2 separate regions of the Rattus norvegicus genome follow, and region 2 is linked to region 1. A link is a contact called in public HiChIP or PLAC-seq data. All regions are on one chromosome and are shown on one strand. Each heading gives the region's core, a stretch centred on a gene start, on an enhancer-like site or on the middle of the called end of the contact. The rest is flanking DNA. Distances are from core to core; before and after follow the strand shown. Region 1 overlaps Sox6 (SRY-box transcription factor 6). Region 2 has its middle 35 kb from the start of Sox6.

Region 1 (4,817 bases), core at 728-3,227:
AGAGAGAGAGAGAGAGAGAGAGACTAATGTGGGAGGACAAGAGAAGTTATTCATTTCGCTGAACTACAAGTATTGTGAACCTGGGAAGGGTGATTTTATTTTGAGGATTTTAAAGAAATGGCACTGCATTCAGTCTTTTTCTATCACCATCCCCATATAAAAAGCCCCTAGTAGATCCTAAAATTGTGGCATTTTCTTATGTACATAAAAAAAATTGCACTGCTATTGCGGCAACATCTAAACAGTTTCCTGTAAACTTTCTGTGATGGAAGTCATAGAATTTATGGTAAAACCCTGTGGAGTGCTGAGACAAATTTCTTTCATATTTATCATTCATTTTATTCCGTGTGCATTTTAAGGAAAACCTTTTAAGGGTACCAATAATGCAAGAAAGCGACAACAACTAAATTTATTGTTAAGTATCACATCACTGGTCCTCCGGGAGCTCAAAGAGAAAGCTTAAATCAAGCTCTTCATACTGGAGAGGTTCCCAGAGATGTGCTGGCCACAGAGGCAAGCCATCCAGAGCACACTGGAATCTGGAGATGGTGACAAAGAAATACTGGAGAAATCCCTTTTCTTCCTTCCTTCCTTCCTTCCTTCCTTCCTTCCTTCCTTCCTTCCTTTCTTTTTAAGGCATAGTACACCCCCCTCCCGTCCCCCACACTCCTGTTTCACCTGACTAAACTGTAGGTATTTCTCCCATCACCTGACTTAGAGGCTGGCTTGAAATATTAGAGAAAGAGAGGAAAAAAGAACACAATCTGCCATTGTTTCACCAGACAACGACCTTTCATGTCCTTGAGGCTCACCATGACCTTTTCATCTTTCCTATCCCAATGGTCTCTCCTAACAACTGAAACTGCACTCAGTTGGGCTGAATTCCAGATTGTCATAAAAAGAACCCTGTCCTTTCAAAACAAAACCAATTTTTACACCAAGGTGGGGGAGAAACACAAGTCCATTGTTCCCTCCCAGATGGGAGTTGGAGTTACTAAGGCAACTGCTCTAATCCTCCTTTTTACCACCTTTTCACATCGCTGGCCTATCAAGTATGCTACCTTTTAACTCATAAGCTCAAAAGCTGGTCGTCTAACTGGCTGCCCTAATTAGCTACGATTTTCACACTACAGACAACATGATGAGCTAATCGAAATTTGCAAAATAATGACGTACCTCCAGCAAATATTCCTCCTCCTGAGGCCCAGTCTTAGAATAACAATAATGAGAGCATTATTAGAGAAGGGCATTAAAATGCTGCACTGCTGCTAAACAGAGAACTTAATTGTTCTGGTCTTGTCCATTGAATCAACAACCTATTGTTGTGGACTTGAAAAATAAAGGACTTGAGAATGGGTGCCATGATGATTGGTCTGTGGCCATACCGGCACTCTGTGGAATTGTTTTCTTTTCAAACTCTTGATGGACTAGTAGCTTTGTTTAAAAGTAACATAAAAGGCAATTGTCTGGACTTTAAAAAAAAAAAGTCCTGTTTATTGAAATCCTTAGAAGCAGTTGCATGCATTTGTTCCTGACCCCTGAGATAAAAACACAGTGATCATAATCCCACCATTTGTGGAGTCCTGTCACCACTGCCTACAGTAACACGAGATAAAAGACCGTCTTTTCTAGCTACAGTAGGAAGGAAGGAAGTACTTCTGAGCAGAAAGCAGGAATGATGAAAGGTCAAATCCCGGAGAAAGCTCATTACTCTCTGAAGGGGGGACTTTAAAATAATGCGAATCTATGAACCTTGTGTAACTGCATGTAAGAAGCACGAAGCTTTTCCTCCCTGCCCACCCCCAGCTCTTGAGATTCCTGCCTTTGGTGAAAGACAATTAAAATAAAATGATTATTAAACAACAGAGACAACATGTCTGGGGCAACCTGGAGGACAAGAGACGGACAGGCTTCTAGGTCTCTGTGCCTGTTCTCCCCTCTTGTCTGCAGCAGGAATAATAAAGCCCTGGAGTTAAAGGTTAACTACTGTGGGTTCTTAGCAGGGGAAAAGCCCTGTTTACACACTGGAGAAGTGTCTTCCACATGGAGCCATGGCTGGCTTTCTGTGAGGTCAGGCCAGAAGCTCCATGCGGAATGGTGGGGTGGGGGATTTATTTTGTTCATAATATTGGGGGTCTGTGTTTTTTAAACCAAGTGAAATCTGTATTATATAAAAAATGTATTAAATTGTAAATAAGACCTCTTACTTCATTCAGTCTGTGCTCTGCTTCATTCGTCTTCATCTTGTTAGGCTAAATTAATTAACAATCTCACTGCTGCACACTTTCTCTTTTCATTACATCAGATAATGGTGGGCATGTGGAGAATGCCCTAGCCACAGGAATTCTGCAACTGCAGGGCCAGGGAGAGTTTCTAGGTATCAGTGTAGTAAGATTCTCTGGCAAGTTTTTACTCGGTGTGCCTTTTAGAGTTAACAATCAATTAAGCACCCAAATCGTTAATATATTATCATAAGAAAACCAGTTCCAAATAAAAGAAAAGCTAAACTAAAAGGTGCAAGATACTTTAAACACACATTCATGAGAGCAACACACACACACACCCCACAACCAAGTCTCACCGTACATTTCATCTAAAATAAACTTTCCAAATTTGGCAGGTGTGTTTTCACAACCGCACAATGAGGCTGCACGGACGGCTGAGAAGACACACCACACACTGTTCCGCCCCTCGCTTTGGAATGTCTAGCATGTGATAAATGCATGATTAGAATCGCACTGGTCAGTCCCATTATTTTAAATCTATGAGAGCAATGTGGTCAGGACTTTTTTAAGTTTCCTTTTCATCCCGAAACCCCGTGGCATCTGGGGCTATGCAAATGGACAAAAAAACGTAAAGCTCTTTTTAATCTTTTCCCTCATCAACCGGTGCTTCTTTCTCCAATCACAGCTTTGTACGTGATATCTTTCTGCTAGCATTTCTTATTTAATTAAAACAGACACTGACAGAAGGACGTGGATTAGTACTGTAATGATGCATTTACTCAGATTAATCGGAGGCTCCTTTTAGAGTAATGGCTTAAACAAAGAACAAAAGGAAATTGTTATGAAACAGCCTTTTATCCCAGGCAAAGGTCGCATTATGAGGTTTTTAATTTTGTCAGCTTCTGTTATGCTTTGCCTTGCTAGTGGAACATGAGAAGTGCTTTTACCCCCAATAAAGCCAGTTATTATAAAAACAGCCATTAAAGCTGCAAATTAAAATGTCTGATTTTAAAACAGGTTACTTAGCTTTCAGAATCCTCTAATTAGCATGTTGTGCATTGTTGTGAAGAAAAGAAGACTAAAAATGCTAATGACCTACTGCCAGGTGACCAGCACTGCTACACAAAATAATAAGGTCCTTTCCAAGGAACTGGGTGAGTTAACTAAGGGCAAAATAGTAAGGACTTCCCAAGGAACTGGATGAGTTTACCAAGGGCAAGACCTAGGCAACATTCCTCAAGCACAGCTCCAGAAACAGAAGGCCATAGCTTCTGAGAAGTATTCTGCAAGGCTCTGTTCAGAGAACTCGCAGACAGCACCTTTTTATTTCATCACTAAGATGAAAGCAGGCTTCTCCCACAAAAGAAAAGGATAGGAAATAGCAGTGCTTTACAAAACACATAAAAACAATAGCCTCCCGATTTCCAAGGTCAAAGTGCAAAGCAGAGTCATGTGCCCAATAAAACTTGCTGTGCCTCTTGACAACCAACCTTACCTCTCCTGAGTAAACTGGACCTGCTGTGTCTGGAGTTAAGTTTCAATAGCTCAGTCTATAGTCATAGCATTTGTCTACACTGTGCTATCTTTAAATGACCCAGAGGTAAAGTGAATTTTACTTTTCTAAGTCTCTCTCTCTCTCTCTCTCTCTCTCTCTCTCTCTCTCTCTCTCTCTCTCTCTCTCTCCTCAAAACTAGTACTTGGTTAAAGTTGCTCTTGACTAAAAATGTTCAAACATGTGTCACACAATGAGGACAAGGAGTTGCATAGCTGTACATCACAGATGCAAACAGTCATCTCATGGGGTTACACATTACACTAGCACACACAGGGTCTCCCACTATCCAGACTGCCATCATAGGCCTGTAACTCATGTCATGTGTCCAACTGTATGTACTCAACTTGATGACTTACCTGTGTTGTTCTTTATAGATTACATAATTCCATGTTCTAGAAAGCTACTCTCCACTGGGGAGGGCGTACTTTTAAAATTCCACAAAAAGAATAACTACTTTTTCCACACAAGTACCACTGAATGTTTTGCTCTCTGAAGTTCCTGGGTCCAGCAGTGGGTAATGTTCCCCTTTTCCACATCCTGGCCAATGTGAAACAAATTGTCAGTGGGATAGCAGGAAATTAATAACTCAGTATCATTGATGATGGTAGCTGAGTTATATACTTCAGAGATGGGGTTATCTGAGATTATATTAAATATTAAGGATACATGAACAATGGAAAGTTTGCCCATTGCAAAACTTGGTAGCTTAAAACAAGTTAACCGTTCATATGTTTGCAGACCAACTGACTTTAGATGAGTTCATAAACTTACCTGAATGACTGGGATTTTGGTAATCTAGGATGATATGGTAGGAACAAATGGGGTCACTAAACTACACTCCCTACATCTCATCCTTCATTAGTAGAGCTCAATCTGACCTGTCTGTAAGCCTCTTCATGTGAGGCATTTGCTCACAACCCATTAGCTAAAGCAAGTTAAATGATGAATGCTTCCCAGGAGGGAAAGGATACTGTGAAATTTCAAGGCAAAGGCTTTGAATATGAGGACGAATAGCTAATAATCAGGTCTTCAAAATG
Region 2 (4,769 bases), core at 1,030-3,529, 180 kb after region 1:
TATAAAATACTAGAGAATAAAGACTACTTCTCATGTCAAGGGTCTAGTACAGATCACATAGCCACTGTCCATCTGTCCTGACACAACTGTCTACAGCATCTTCACACTGCATCTTCTCAGCAATTCTATGCCATAAATTCTATCACTGCCCCATCTTTTAAATTAGTAAACTGATACTTGAAAAGATTGTGTAACTTTTCCAAGGACATACAATTAAGTTTGGGATACGATGTAAAAGGGGAAGAGTCAAGAAATAAAAACTAAAGGTCTGATTTTGCTCTTTGCAGGTCTATCACTCAAGGGAAAAATATTTGCTTCCATTTTTCCTTAAAATAGAAGAGAAAGATAAAGACTAAATTGTATATATTGGACAAAAGAACTCTCTGATGTTGTGAAACATTTTGGTTCACAAATGTGAAACATGTATATAACCATATTCAGCTATAAAATCTCTTTGGTTGCAGGCTTACAAAAGGAAGGGAGGGATTTAATTGATCTGAGTGAAATAAAGATCATCAATATTGAATGGAAGATGACAGATGAAATGACTTTTCACAATCGCTTCCAGATTTTAAGATTGGTGTTTCATCAAATTTTAGAGGTCATGAATCCAGACACTACATTTACTCACTCAGGGCTCCCCCAAGTGCTCTAGAGTTCAAGTGAGTTCTGTCTAGGAAAGAAAAGATACGTGGATGTTTCTGTTTTACAGAAGAGGAAAAAGGAAGCAAGTTTTGCAACTGGCCAAATGCTACATTTCGTAGTAAACAGGTAGTAAAGCTGGACATGAAAGCCTAAGTTTTCTGTAACAAACATCTGCCCTCAGCAGATGTCCTTTGGGTGCGAAGAAATGAGCACCCAATCACATTTCCCAGTAATGTGTCTGCACAATATGAAATGAAGGCTTCACGGCCATGTGTCAGAATGAGTGCCTTCTTAAACCTGTGCTCTTTGATTAAAAAAAAATGTTGTATTTTCTTCTTACACACACTGAGCTTCTTTTAGACTTGGAAAATGAAGTGTTTTCAGTTTTCTTTGTACAATTTTAAAGAACTACTTTCTTCAAAGAAGCAGAGACTGTGTTTAGAAGGTAAAATCAAAAACAGCACTGAAGCCCCTTTCTGCATTTCGAGGAATATATCAAAGGCAGACAATTCAACATCTCTCTTTACTACGACTAGAAACAATGAGCAGATGCAGGTGACAGGAAGATCATGTAAGGGGTTATCTTGCGATGACATCTGAGATAGCATGAGAAATCTGCATATCATAATACCCACATCATACAATGCATTGATCTCATTCTGCCGCTTTACATGGGACGTCACTGAAAAGCATTAAATCAATATATTTAAGCAATTTGGTCCAAAATAACTAAAACATGGAAGATTCTTACAGGATTTATAGTATCATATCAACCCTCAATAAACAGTAATACTTCAATCCGGAGAAAGCATTAAAAAGGTTTCAGTGACCCTCGAAGCTTCCTAATGAAATACACCAAGAGCAGTCCTTGCCAGCAGAACGCTCATAGAGAGAAAACACAGAAATAGAAAGTCCAGAAAATTACAGACCACATTCAAGCTGATTCCCAAAGATGCAAAGCGTCCTAAACAGACGCAGCATTAGAGCACCAACCGCTAGATCCTCCTGTTTCACTCTTCTAATTTACAGCAGCTTTCACTGTATCGCTGTTCTGTCCCAAACAGGTTAAGACACTAACTCAATGTATTACAAAATAAAACCAAACATCTCTCTTTAAATGCAAAGAAACAAGTAACTCTAGATAAATGGCAAGATTTCTACAGTTTCAAAGTATTGCTTTTCACGTGGAGTATAAAAGAAAATGTCACCACACATTTTCATGCTATAAAAACGTAAAACAGAAGATTTCTGGATTCTTCTCTAAACATTTTGAAATTTCCCCAATATTATATTCTACACAAGTTACTGAGGAGTCCTAAATATATTAGCATTGTAAAGCACAAATAACTAGGCAGTTGACTTTTAATGTGGTTTATTAGTTTATAGTGGATTGCACCATCTACAATTAACCTCAGAAAATAACTCACATCCTTCCTAAAGATGTAAGTTTTTTGAGTGAATGGTAAAATGGGTGATATATTAGGGGTCTTAGAGGAGCAAGAAGAGATTCTGAATATAAACAAGCCATCATTCTGGTAAAAGGAAATACAAACAACTAGAATAAAAATAGTTGACGCACAAAAGCCATAATGAGGGGGTAGCTCGAAAAATAACTTCGACTTTGAATGGTTTGGATGAAATACAAATTATCCACAGAAAAGTGTGGACTGGCATAAATGTTTGTACAAAATCATAAGTGTATTTCAAGAAGTACGCAGAGGCACCAGCCTGCATGATGCACCAGCCTGCATGATGCACAGGGCCCGGAGATGCTCTAAGTGCCAGTGCAGAGCCCAAACCACTGCATCTTAATTACCAGGCAGCTCAGATATATTGCCTTTGATATGGAAATGTTCTTGTTCTCTCATCTTCACATATGGTCTCATGCACAGAAATCTTTATCTGATTCATAAAAAATAAACTAGAATCCAATCTCAACACCTGACCTCAGTGCTTAGAAGTTTTTTACTAAGCGTGGTGTCACTATAAAAAGAATGGCTAATATTGGTGCAAAGTTGGCTATTTTGAGCAATGATATGAAGGATTTGGGTTAAGAATTGAATCAATACTGCCTCTCTGAGATTTTAGGGTTTCCTGTTCCCTTTTTTAAGACTACCACAGATTTGAAGAAGAGCATCAGCATCCCGCTTTGGAGGTGAGAGCCTGGAAGAGAGTTAAATTATATTCCGTTTCTCTGTCCATGCTCGTCAGTTAATATTTTTATCCAAACTATGACAATCAGATACTATATACTTGAAAAGCTCCACCAAAACCATAATGCAAATTTTGAACTATTTCCAGTTTGACTAAATGTCTAAGAATAATTAGCTGAAAAGCCTTACCCTCTTCTATAGAAGAAGGAAAATAAAAACATCCTTCCTAAGAATGACTAATGAATATATAATGAGAGGAGTAAGAGCTCTGATGCCACGCACCAAAACAATTAATGTCCAGATAACAATTGAAAAACTTAATTGACAAGGCCATACTGTTCTTTAAAATGTGCTTGTGTCTAGTAAAAATTGCTTTCATATATTTCAAAACACTAGTTTTTTAAACTAGACTCTTTTCACATTGGGGACATAATCACAAGGAAATACAGAACCAGCTGAGGACATGAAATGCTACCGTTGTGCAGCACCTTATTTCTCGCTGTTGAAAGAAAAAACAGAGAACCATATTCTTAAGCAAGTTGCATTCCAGACCCCAGAACTGGTTCATTTCTTCTTCTAAAACAGCACTAAGCGTTTATTTTGTTCATGTTAGCATGTTTCTATAATACCTGCCATCATTAAACCCCATCTAGCCACATAACTCCATCAATGGGAAATGGCCTAGGTTAATTTTTAAAAAACATATACAGTAACATGACACATCTAACCTCATGACGGCAGATATTACACCCATCTGCAAATCGTCTCCCAGCATGTTATCTGTGTTTTATCATCTCTAGTACCTGTCTGTGCCTGATATGGTACTGATATTGTTTCTTAGACACATTTCTAGGGAATGTTCTGCTTGACTTCAAAAACATCAATTGATATATACACACACCCATCCCTAAACTATGTTTAAGCAAATAGTTCTCTTAAACCCAAACTACAATTTCATAAAATGCTGTTTTAAGTAGTAGATACATATACATGATATAAATATAGATGTGTGAGTTATATCACTAGTGGATTAAAATAACCAATATGAAAAGATAGAAAATGCTAAAAGCTTTAAAACCAACGTGTTACCTTATTCTCAAGAAATACCAATACTTCTAGTACCTATTGTATTAATTGAAAAAGAATTATATAAAATATTTCAGATTTATGATATTTAAGAAAAATATGTGGGAATTTGATCATTGACTTAAAACCCAATAGCTCCTAAAACAAGACAAATAAAAATTTATATAAAACCTCAATAATGCCACCAAAATTTGTCATTTATTTGTTTAAAGCTATATATTTTGAAGCTGTATAAAGGAAGATTTACTGGTTATGCTGACACGTTGTAAGTCTTTGCTTTTCTGTATAAAGAAAGTGCCGCTGCTCTCTGCTGCTACTGAGAGCCGCTTCGTGGACAGCATCCCCGGAGCATCACTCCATCTGAGAGCCGTGCTGAGTGCATTAGCGTCACTGCAGACACGGGCACATGACCACTGCCTGGTAAGTAGTCTCCTAACATTGGTTTTTACAATATACTGTTGAGTATTGTAGTTGTTCAATATAGCACAGAGTACCATACCTCATAATTCTAAAAAACTCAATTTTTGCATTTTAATTTAAAAGGACGTATAGTCCAAGAGAACATTCCTTTTTTTCACTTCTAGAATAACAACAAAAAAAGCAACAACGAACCAGATAAACAATAAACAAAATCTTCTCAGCCTGTCATAGTAAGAAATGCAAATGCAGAAGGGCAGAGGAGAAAGAGGTGTTAGTGCTCATGAAGTGACTAAGGGTGTCAGCTTGCCTGAGGAATACATGGTCTCCTCCTGGTATCTAGGTACTAGTCACTTGATGTTTTTGGCCATAAACTAGATCCAATGACATTGGCTTTCAAAATGTGAGCCATTTAGTGGTTTGTTCCCTTTTCTTAAGAACTGGGACAATATAGTGTCTCTTATAAGG

The links. HiChIP or PLAC-seq counts read pairs in DNA pulled down with a chosen protein or histone mark.
Region 2: an H3K27ac HiChIP or PLAC-seq map of oligodendrocytes shows a contact between it and region 1, with 9 times the contacts expected there. The contact joins two enhancer-like sites. A contact is called at or near these places in 1 of 12 Hi-C or Micro-C datasets (Schwann cells) and 1 of 1 datasets of contacts at active chromatin or transcription factors (oligodendrocytes).

What each region holds. Positions count from the first base shown.
Region 1 is chr1:179,522,529-179,527,345 of GRCr8, forward strand. The region is part of intron 2 of Sox6 (SRY-box transcription factor 6); the gene reads right to left. Among named protein-coding and RNA genes, the nearest start is that of Trnav-aac35, 130 kb to the left of the region's middle. Within about 2 kb of position 1,978, at least 28 of the 93 cell types and tissues checked have an H3K27ac peak or open chromatin away from gene starts, as enhancers often do.
Region 2 is chr1:179,697,547-179,702,315 of GRCr8, forward strand. It overlaps a transcript of Sox6 not described here. Among named protein-coding and RNA genes, the nearest start is that of Sox6, 35 kb to the left of the region's middle. Within about 2 kb of position 2,280, at least 2 of the 93 cell types and tissues checked have an H3K27ac peak or open chromatin away from gene starts, as enhancers often do.